2 separate regions of the Astyanax mexicanus genome follow, and region 2 is linked to region 1. Evidence: chromatin contacts called from public Hi-C data. All regions are on one chromosome and are shown on one strand. Each heading gives the region's core, a stretch centred on a gene start, on an enhancer-like site or on the middle of the called end of the contact. The rest is flanking DNA. Distances are from core to core; before and after follow the strand shown.

Region 1 (4,211 bases), core at 780-3,279:
TACTGACATAGAGTAGAATTGGAATATCATGGGAAACAAGGCGTGTCACGATGCTCATTACTATCTTACACCCTGGAAACAGTCTACTTTCACCCCTCGCGCCTGCAGTGGCGCTTGTAAATATATATGCCCTGATGGATGTGGTGGTGTGATGTTTTAAGTTCAATTTCTGGCCTATTGCTATCTTGGCAACAGAAAACACAGGTGCACCACTGACTTACTAAAACCCTGACAACAGTCATCAGTCAGATGTTCACTGCTAGGCTGGCAAAGGAGAAACGCCACATTATACACAAGGACATGCAGCAGTGCACAAACCCACCTTTTACATCAACAATAAAGAGAATACAAAATTAAATAACATTGCTGTTCACAGGTCAGTTTCCTCTGCTGAGTGCAGAAGTTCTGCACCATTAAAATACCAATCCACCAAAGTCAGAGTGCACCTGGCTTTTAAAGAGAATGGCAAGTGACACAATGATAGGTTTATTACACATTTATTACACTCAAAACACACCCATGATTAATTAAGAGATAATTACTACATGTCTTTTGCGTTTTTCGAGCTGCAAGTTATTATAGCAAAGACATGCTGACACCCTGCACGGTGCACGATTCACCTATAAGATTCATTATAAACCCATAAGAACATTATTCATGTTTTTACACTAACATACAGTAGAATTGGGCAATGCTCATTACTATCTTACACCCCGAGAACAGTCTGTTTTCCTGAATGTATATACTCTAATTGGTGTGGTGGTCGTGAAGTGAGGTATGTTCAGATAAATTGCTGGTGAACTGCTATGTATAAGTGCAACATAAAACACAGGTGCACCACTGACTGATTAGAACCCTGACTAGAACATTAAACCGTCAGACATTTATTGCTATAGGAAAAGAAAGACAGAGAGTTACCTCTGTTGCACAGGATAAGTTGAAAGCACCCCAGATAAGACCCCCCTTAGTACTTAAATAAACTCTTTAGTACTTAGGTTTATTATATGATTCCTTATGTAAAAACAAAGTCATAGACGTGAAAAAAAACTGCATATAATTCTCTTAAAAACGAATACTATATACAAATTCTAAAGAATACACTGTTAAAAAATACATTTTCTGCAAACAGTGGTGCTAAAACACTTGTTGTTACACAACAATACGTTTTTAATCAATGGTTAATAGAAAATTACTGATTTTTCTGTTAGTTTTCTTACATTTTATCTTGCAGCTATGAACTGCATTTTGTGTACAATTACCACAAATATGTATTTGCTTATTTACTTTGAATCACATTTCACAGTTAGACTTGTTAAAGAGCCACTAAACCTTAAACCATATTTTTGCATTAATAGCTAAAATATGTTCCTTTAAAAGTACTGAAACATTTCAGTCCTGCTTAGTTTTTTTATAAACTCTTCCTAACCTTAAGAAAACACTTTTATTGTGGTAATTTCTGCCTCTGCAGCGCCCTCTCAGGTTCAACTGTGCTATTGCCTTGGATGATGTCCAACCATCTGCATCTCACGGCTCTCAGAGGAACACTGCTGCTGCAGCTCAGCCAATCAGATCACCCTTATGCCCTGCCTCTAAACCCATACATCACCCAGTGCCTCTTCCAAGCCACTCCTAACATTTTTTAGCCTGTTTCAAATTTGAGCTGAGCATGGAGTCAGCAAAAAAAAAGCATCAACAGATAATTTACGTACTAAAGTTTTAGAGAATTTTCTCAGAAAATAACATGACACATTTCATGTTTATTCATGTAATTTTAATGTAATTTTCCAGAGATAAAATGATCTTGTAATAGTTTTTAAGTGCACTGTAAGGTAATCTGAGTGTGATGTAGGTAATCTGTATTTAAAGTAAATTGTTGTAAATGGTTGTAGAGTGAGCAGTGCTGCAGGAGGCTGGTGTATAAGATATAGGCTACAGATAACAGCTCTGAGACGTACAGGTGTGTGTGTGGGTGTGCACGCATGAGCGCATGGCTGCATGGTGTATGCGCGGGTGTGTACGAGTGTGTGCACTTGTAGGCCCGTATCTGGCTGTATCGGTTTACTTTATTTTCGCTGGGGTTGGAGTACAGCTGCTGCCATGTTTGGGCAGGGCTGGGATTTAGTGGCAGCAGCTTCAGTAAACAAGATGCAACGTTACATTTTTAACAGTACAAACATTGGCAGCAGGACAGACTGCTTGTTATAGTTGTTTGTGTCAAGTAGGATTTATTCACATGACGAAAACGCAGCTGAACCCTGTACAGTAACTAAGTTCAAGAGGGATTTTCTTTCATTGGGCCTATTTTTAGTCTTTAAATCCAGTTTTAAGGTAGAGAACTCCAAAAAAGAAAAAGAAAAACATGCACTGGAAGTATTTCATCTTTGTGTGTATTTTTTGTGTGTAGTTCGGCTTTAAGCAACTCAATATCTTGTATGACTTCAAATGACTTGAAAAAGGCTGATTTTTGGTTTGAGAACAGCATGGGTTTAATATGTTTTAAAGCTCAACTGCGCCCTCTATCAGTCTTCTGCCACAACTGCACCAGTATATGGTATAATTCAATACAGCAGAATATCACACAGTTCATTTTTTACTGCTTTCACCATCCTCTTAGAAGCCTCTTAAATTTTAGAGGAATTCAATTTAAAAATATTTGATTTGAATAGATTAAGTAATTTGGAGTATTTCTATTGGTCTGTTTCCAATTAATGAAAAAATTTAATAATAAAAACATAAAAAACAAGTATTCTTTATTAATTTAATTTTGTCAGACCTATCATCTCACAGTCTTGCAAATAAATATTCTATATTGATTTAGGCTTGGCAATCAAGTTCTATAAAAAAAAAACTGTTTAATGAGTATACTGTATATTTATTATCTTGTGCCCAAACCCTGTTACCGATTAAAGTTCCTATGTTGTACACTGAGATCTACGAAAACTGAATGGGTTTAGAACCTTTACCTGTGAGGCATTAGATCTGATAGGGTTAAATATATAAAAATAATATCTGTAATATCTGCATAATATGTTGTCTGTGCAAAACCAACAATACTCAGCAAGGTGTGTGTGGAGTGAGGGTGCATACAGTATGTACAGTATACATTGTTGCAAACAGGTGTAATCAATAATCCGGTGATTAACTTCCTGGAGGTGCCATGACACACCTTAGAACATCCCCATTTTTTTCCCTTTATTTTTGCCATTTGAGCTCTTTGGGAGCAGTCAATAATTGGAAATATTATGCTGATGGTACAGTCTACCACATTTTGTAGCAAACTGCCACGAAAACAAACTTTAAAGAAACTAAAAACTAAAAAATATAATTTTAGTATTGAATAAAAATTAAATTGTAACAAAAACTTATGGATATAGAACCATTTTATAACAGTGAGGTTCTATAATCTTAACATGAATTTTATTTGTTGCAGAGTCTTACATAAAATGGTTCAAACATGGTTATAGGCTTGGCCATCTAATTATAGGAAAACTGCGTAGCGGGTATAGAACCTTACAATATGCTTATTTTATGCTTTTTTGTTTTAAGTTTCTACATTGGGCATGCATCACAACAAATCTTATAAATAGGCATAAATCATTTACTTTTAATCTTAAACCCTATCAGACCTAATATCTTACATTTTGTTCTAATATTAGGTTTTTATTTTTGCACAAACAAAAATACAGTGCAGGTAAAGGCAAAAACCATTTGCTTAAATAAAGCCTCTACCATAATAATATAAAACATACATAATAACAAACATAAAAGGAACAAAAGATAATCACATCCCAACTATATCACACAAAAAATAGTGATCACAAAACATTACTCAAATGATTTTTTAAACATCATTTATAATGTTTTACAGATGAACATTTTTTTGCCAAATCATTCAACAGTTTTGTCCCCCTTTATGTTGCTGAAAATTTACCTCTACAAGAGAGGAATTTAGGAAGATTATTTCCTAATATAATTATTTTTATTATAAAAAACTCAATCAATAAAGGTTCTCATATGTTTCTAAACTCATCCATCAAGATCTAAGAGAACAATGTAATGGGTATAGAACCTTTAGCTTATGCTGGTGTGCTTTATTCCTAAACCCTATCAGATGCCACAATCTTACAAATAAAGGTTCTAACTCTGTAATGGGTATTGAACCTTTAAACTTAAACCCTATCTGACCAAATATCTCACAGTCTAACAAAAAA
Region 2 (4,211 bases), core at 860-3,359, 220 kb before region 1:
ACATGTGAAACAGAGACGCAACCATAACAGATTTAACAAGTACAAGGACCGACACGGGAGAAAGGGAACACGGACTATAAATAGAGGGGCACACACACGGGAAACAGGAAACACCTGGGACTAAGGGGTGGAGTTACAAATGAACACAGGTGAGAGCAAGAAACACTAAGGAACACGGGTCAGGTGGGAGACACACTCACAGGCACAAGCAGAAGACAGGCACAGAAAAGGTAAATAAACACAGAAACATGAGAACAGACAGGGACCACCTGACAGACATACAGAGAATTGAAATTGCATTACACTTCTACACAAAGTTACAGCAAAAAACACGCAATAACAAAGCAATAACTGACTAAAGTACATCTGAATAAAATTCTAAATAATAAAAGAATGAAATAGACAATAAACATTTAATACATTATGTTATATTGGTATTTTAACCTTAAAATTCAAAAATTAAGTCTAGTGCCCTCTTTATCAGAATAATAATGAAAAAAAAAAAAAAAAAAAAAAACATGACTGAGTTGCTCATTGGGGGCGGTGGCTCAGCACTTAGAGAACCAGGCTATCAACAACAAGGTTGTGGGTTCGATACACAGGATTGGTGGGCCTGTTCCTTGGGCACTGTTGAGCCCTTAAGCAAGGCCCCTCACTGCTGAGTGTATTCACTATGTGTTTGTGTATGTGTATGTGTGTGTTCACTGCACATATGGGTCAAAGTCAGAGGCCAAGTTCCATCTGTGCCCAACACTATATGGTTGCCTTGTCTTATCTTGTCATGTCAAGTCTTGTCTTGTCAATGAATTTCACTGATTCAATCTTGAATTTTGTATTCCAATCTAGGTCTGGGCTTCTGTGGGTTAAGACAAGGGTTAAAAAGAGAAAGATGGAGACTCCGAAAAGAGAAAGAGAGAGCGAGAGAAAGAGAAAGAGAGAGTGCAGTGTGCTCGCCCGGCAGCAGGCAGACGGGGGAGCTGTGTGTGTTTGTATTGGAGCAGCTGGCTGCATACTTGGGCCACATGTGCACTGAGTTTGGAAGCAGCAGCCAAATGAAAGACACATTGTACCCCAGAACTGCAGCGTCTGCACTTGTGCCCGTGGAAAGCGACCAGCCAGCCAGCCAGTCCCGAGAAACAAGACCTGGAGCGACAAGAAAGCTGGAAAAACAGCTGGAATTCGGTGTCGTTAGCCAGCCGGGCCCGCCAAGCGCCGAGCTGAAAGTGGAGTACCAATAGTTGTGGTTTTTGAACTCATTTGGTTTGTTTTATGTGAGTTCAGCGCTTTCAGCGAAAGCAAGAGGCGAAAGCGAGAGAGCTGGCTGATCTTTTTTTTTTTATTACTTAACATTATTTCACATTACTGACGTGCAAAAAAGCATTTTGTTTTATTTATAAAGTATATGGAATTCTGATGATTTGTCTCTGGTGTTAAATTTAGTTTATCATCACTTAAAACTTGGACAGCCACAGTACTTGGCCAGAGAATATCACCTGCAGTAGCGCCGTTTCTCTGCCAGGAGGCAGTAGCGAGCTGTGAAAGGGATCCAGGCACTGAGTGAATTTCCAGTCAACCCTTCAGCAGTAAATAAGCCATGAACCCAAACACTTCGCACTTTTCCTTTGTGTCTTCCATGTAGCTCTGCACGATTCTCTGAACATGAGAGAGCTGGGCGGCGTGGCCAAACCGCACTCGGCCTCGCTCCTTCGTATTTGAGCATTTTTGAGCCGCTGCCAGCAACTTTTTGGGACATTCCAATCCGTTCCAGAAAGAGGAAAGCTATTTGTCACGTCAGAATGGAGCCTAATTTGAGCGGCGAAACATGACCTCTGCTTGTAATTCTTAGCGTGACATGATGTTCCTTGTTGTTGACAAGGCAGAAAATTATTTATTACCTTTTTTTTGTTTGTTTTCTTTGTTTAATCTAAAATAACTGGCATCCAGTCCATACAAGCATTTTTATTACATGTCTTCGCCACACTTGTTTATTTAACCGTTTCAGTTTTGGACCTTCCCTCCAGTGAAAGTTAACAGCGGTAGGTTAACAGGCCAGACGGAGCTTCAGCAGGTCAAAGGTGATCCGTTATGTGGCGAGCAGTAAAAGCCTAGGTCATGGACGCCATGATCCCTTTATTTTCTTAGTCCATGGGCAGCATCTGCTCAGTGACCTGCCCGTGCTGTCCTTCATGAGACATGGATGCTTCTCAGGAGTATCTCTTTATCAGCTACTGATTGTGATATACTGTGTTCTTCTAAAGTTCCAGTAGGATGGTAGAGTTGCGCAAATTAAAGCAGGGTTGCCAGATCCAAAGAAAATATTCAGCCCAAAGTCTAAAACTCAATCTAAAAGATTAAACTAGCCCAAAAATACAGTATATGTCTGTTACTTGTTTGAAGCAAATGGCAAAACAACTATGACTTGTTTTTACGACTTAGTATATTGTTTGTAAGTGATTTATTATCAATATTGCTATTAATCTTATTTATAAGTGATATTAATAATATTCAAACATTTAATAGTAACATAATTAGCGAAAAAAACAGACTTTTACTTCATCTTTTCTGTTTTTGCAACTCCTGAGCTCTCTTCTCTCCTCTTTAACATTTTTTTATCACCTTGTCATTTCTGGTTACATTGTAAGTCTCTTAACATCCAAGACAACACCCGCTTTTTTTTCACTGTAATAAAAACAAAATAAATAAAAATAGCCCAAAAAAAACCCCCTGAATTTTCACCTGCCAATTTTAACAGGAAAACCGCAAACCTGGCAACTCTGTATTAAAGGCACACTATGTAACCGTTGGCTGATTTTTTTTACAAGGCTCCCTCTACAGGCTGGGAGTAAATGTTCACTTTTAGTCTGCTGTTCCTCTGGACACACCCCCCCTTGCAAATGCGTGATTGTTTTGATGGTCAACCAGCTTGGTGAAGCTTGGTTAAACTGGTGGTCCAGCTGGGCCACGTCGATCAAGTTTGTAGACCTCCTAAACCATCAGACAAATCAAACAAAAACATACCCTATAGTGATTAAGGAAAAACTATTTAGAAAATTATAGATGCCCCATAGATTCTCACCCTATCTAAACATCTATTAAACATCTATTATACCACATTTATTTCTGACCCTGCAATGTGATTGGCTGAGAAGCGTTTTATGAGTGACATTATATTATCAGCTGGTAATGCACTGTAATCAAAGCTCTACAAGTATTACTCTGCCACATAAATGTGCAGCGCTTACAAGACAAACAGCACAGTAATTGTTCACTTTTGTGCTGCTGTTCCTTTGGCTCCTCCTACTTGCCAATGTGTGGTATGTAAATACACATACCTGCACTGAATTCACTTATGAAGTAAGTTTGGAAAAATTGCAAAAGATGGAAATGCAGTTATCTAGCTATTACCAAAAAAAGAGAGTTGTAAGCCCATGGGTGCTGAACTTACAAACATGGTTTTCCCCTACAGACAACAAGCGTAGTCAAGAAAACCTTTATTCGCTCTTTAATGATCCATTTATCCATTTTTTAATCTGATACAATAAAAAGTACATCGATTAACTGGTAAATGTTGTAAAGAATACCTTTAAACACGATGTGAACCAACAACAGTGGTCTTCTGAGCCCTTGTGAGTATGGTGGAATAGTTGGCTCACCTTTTGCTGGTAGCAGGTTTCAGATAGTCTAAGATGGTCATGGATGGTGAAGGTGGTTGAAAAACTTGGTGATGATGGTCAACCAGCTTGGTCAAGCTTGGTTAAGATGGTGGTCTAGCTCGCCCAGATTGATAATGTTTGTAGACCTCCTAAACCATCAAACATATCAAACATACCCTGTAGTGGACAAGGAAAGGTAATTTAGAAAATTATAGATGAATCATAGATTCTCACCACATGTTTAACTGAACATCTGTTACACCAAAGTGTAGAGGCATTTTATGAGTGACATTATCAGCCGGTAATGCACTGTAACCGAAGCTCTACAAGTATTACTCTGCCGCATACAGGTAACCTAGCAACAATGCAGCGCTTACAAGCCAAACAGCGCAGCTACAGATAGAGCAACAATGGAACTATTTTAACTCGTGGAGAGTTACCAACCAAACAGATGGTAACCCTATTTAACCCTATAAAAATAAAATAGGGTTACATTTAAAAGAGAATAATTTCAACATAGAATTAATTTGCATTCAATTAACATTTACTTATGAAGCT

The links. A called contact is a pair of places that touch in the nucleus more often than the background predicts.
Region 2: a contact with region 1 is called in a Hi-C map of muscle, with 19 times the contacts expected there. The contact joins two enhancer-like sites. A contact is called at or near these places in 2 of 3 Hi-C or Micro-C datasets (both in muscle).

Annotation. Positions count from the first base shown.
Region 1 is chr9:33,009,144-33,013,354 of AstMex3_surface, reverse strand. All of the region lies in intron 2 of LOC103026716 (ATP-sensitive inward rectifier potassium channel 1), which reads right to left. Among protein-coding and RNA genes, the nearest start is that of fli1, 15 kb to the right of the region's middle. Within about 2 kb of position 2,029, the one cell type or tissue checked has an H3K27ac peak away from gene starts, as active enhancers do.
Region 2 is chr9:33,233,154-33,237,364 of AstMex3_surface, reverse strand. No RefSeq gene overlaps it. Among protein-coding and RNA genes, the nearest start is that of LOC125804615, 37 kb to the left of the region's middle. Within about 2 kb of position 2,109, the one cell type or tissue checked has an H3K27ac peak away from gene starts, as active enhancers do.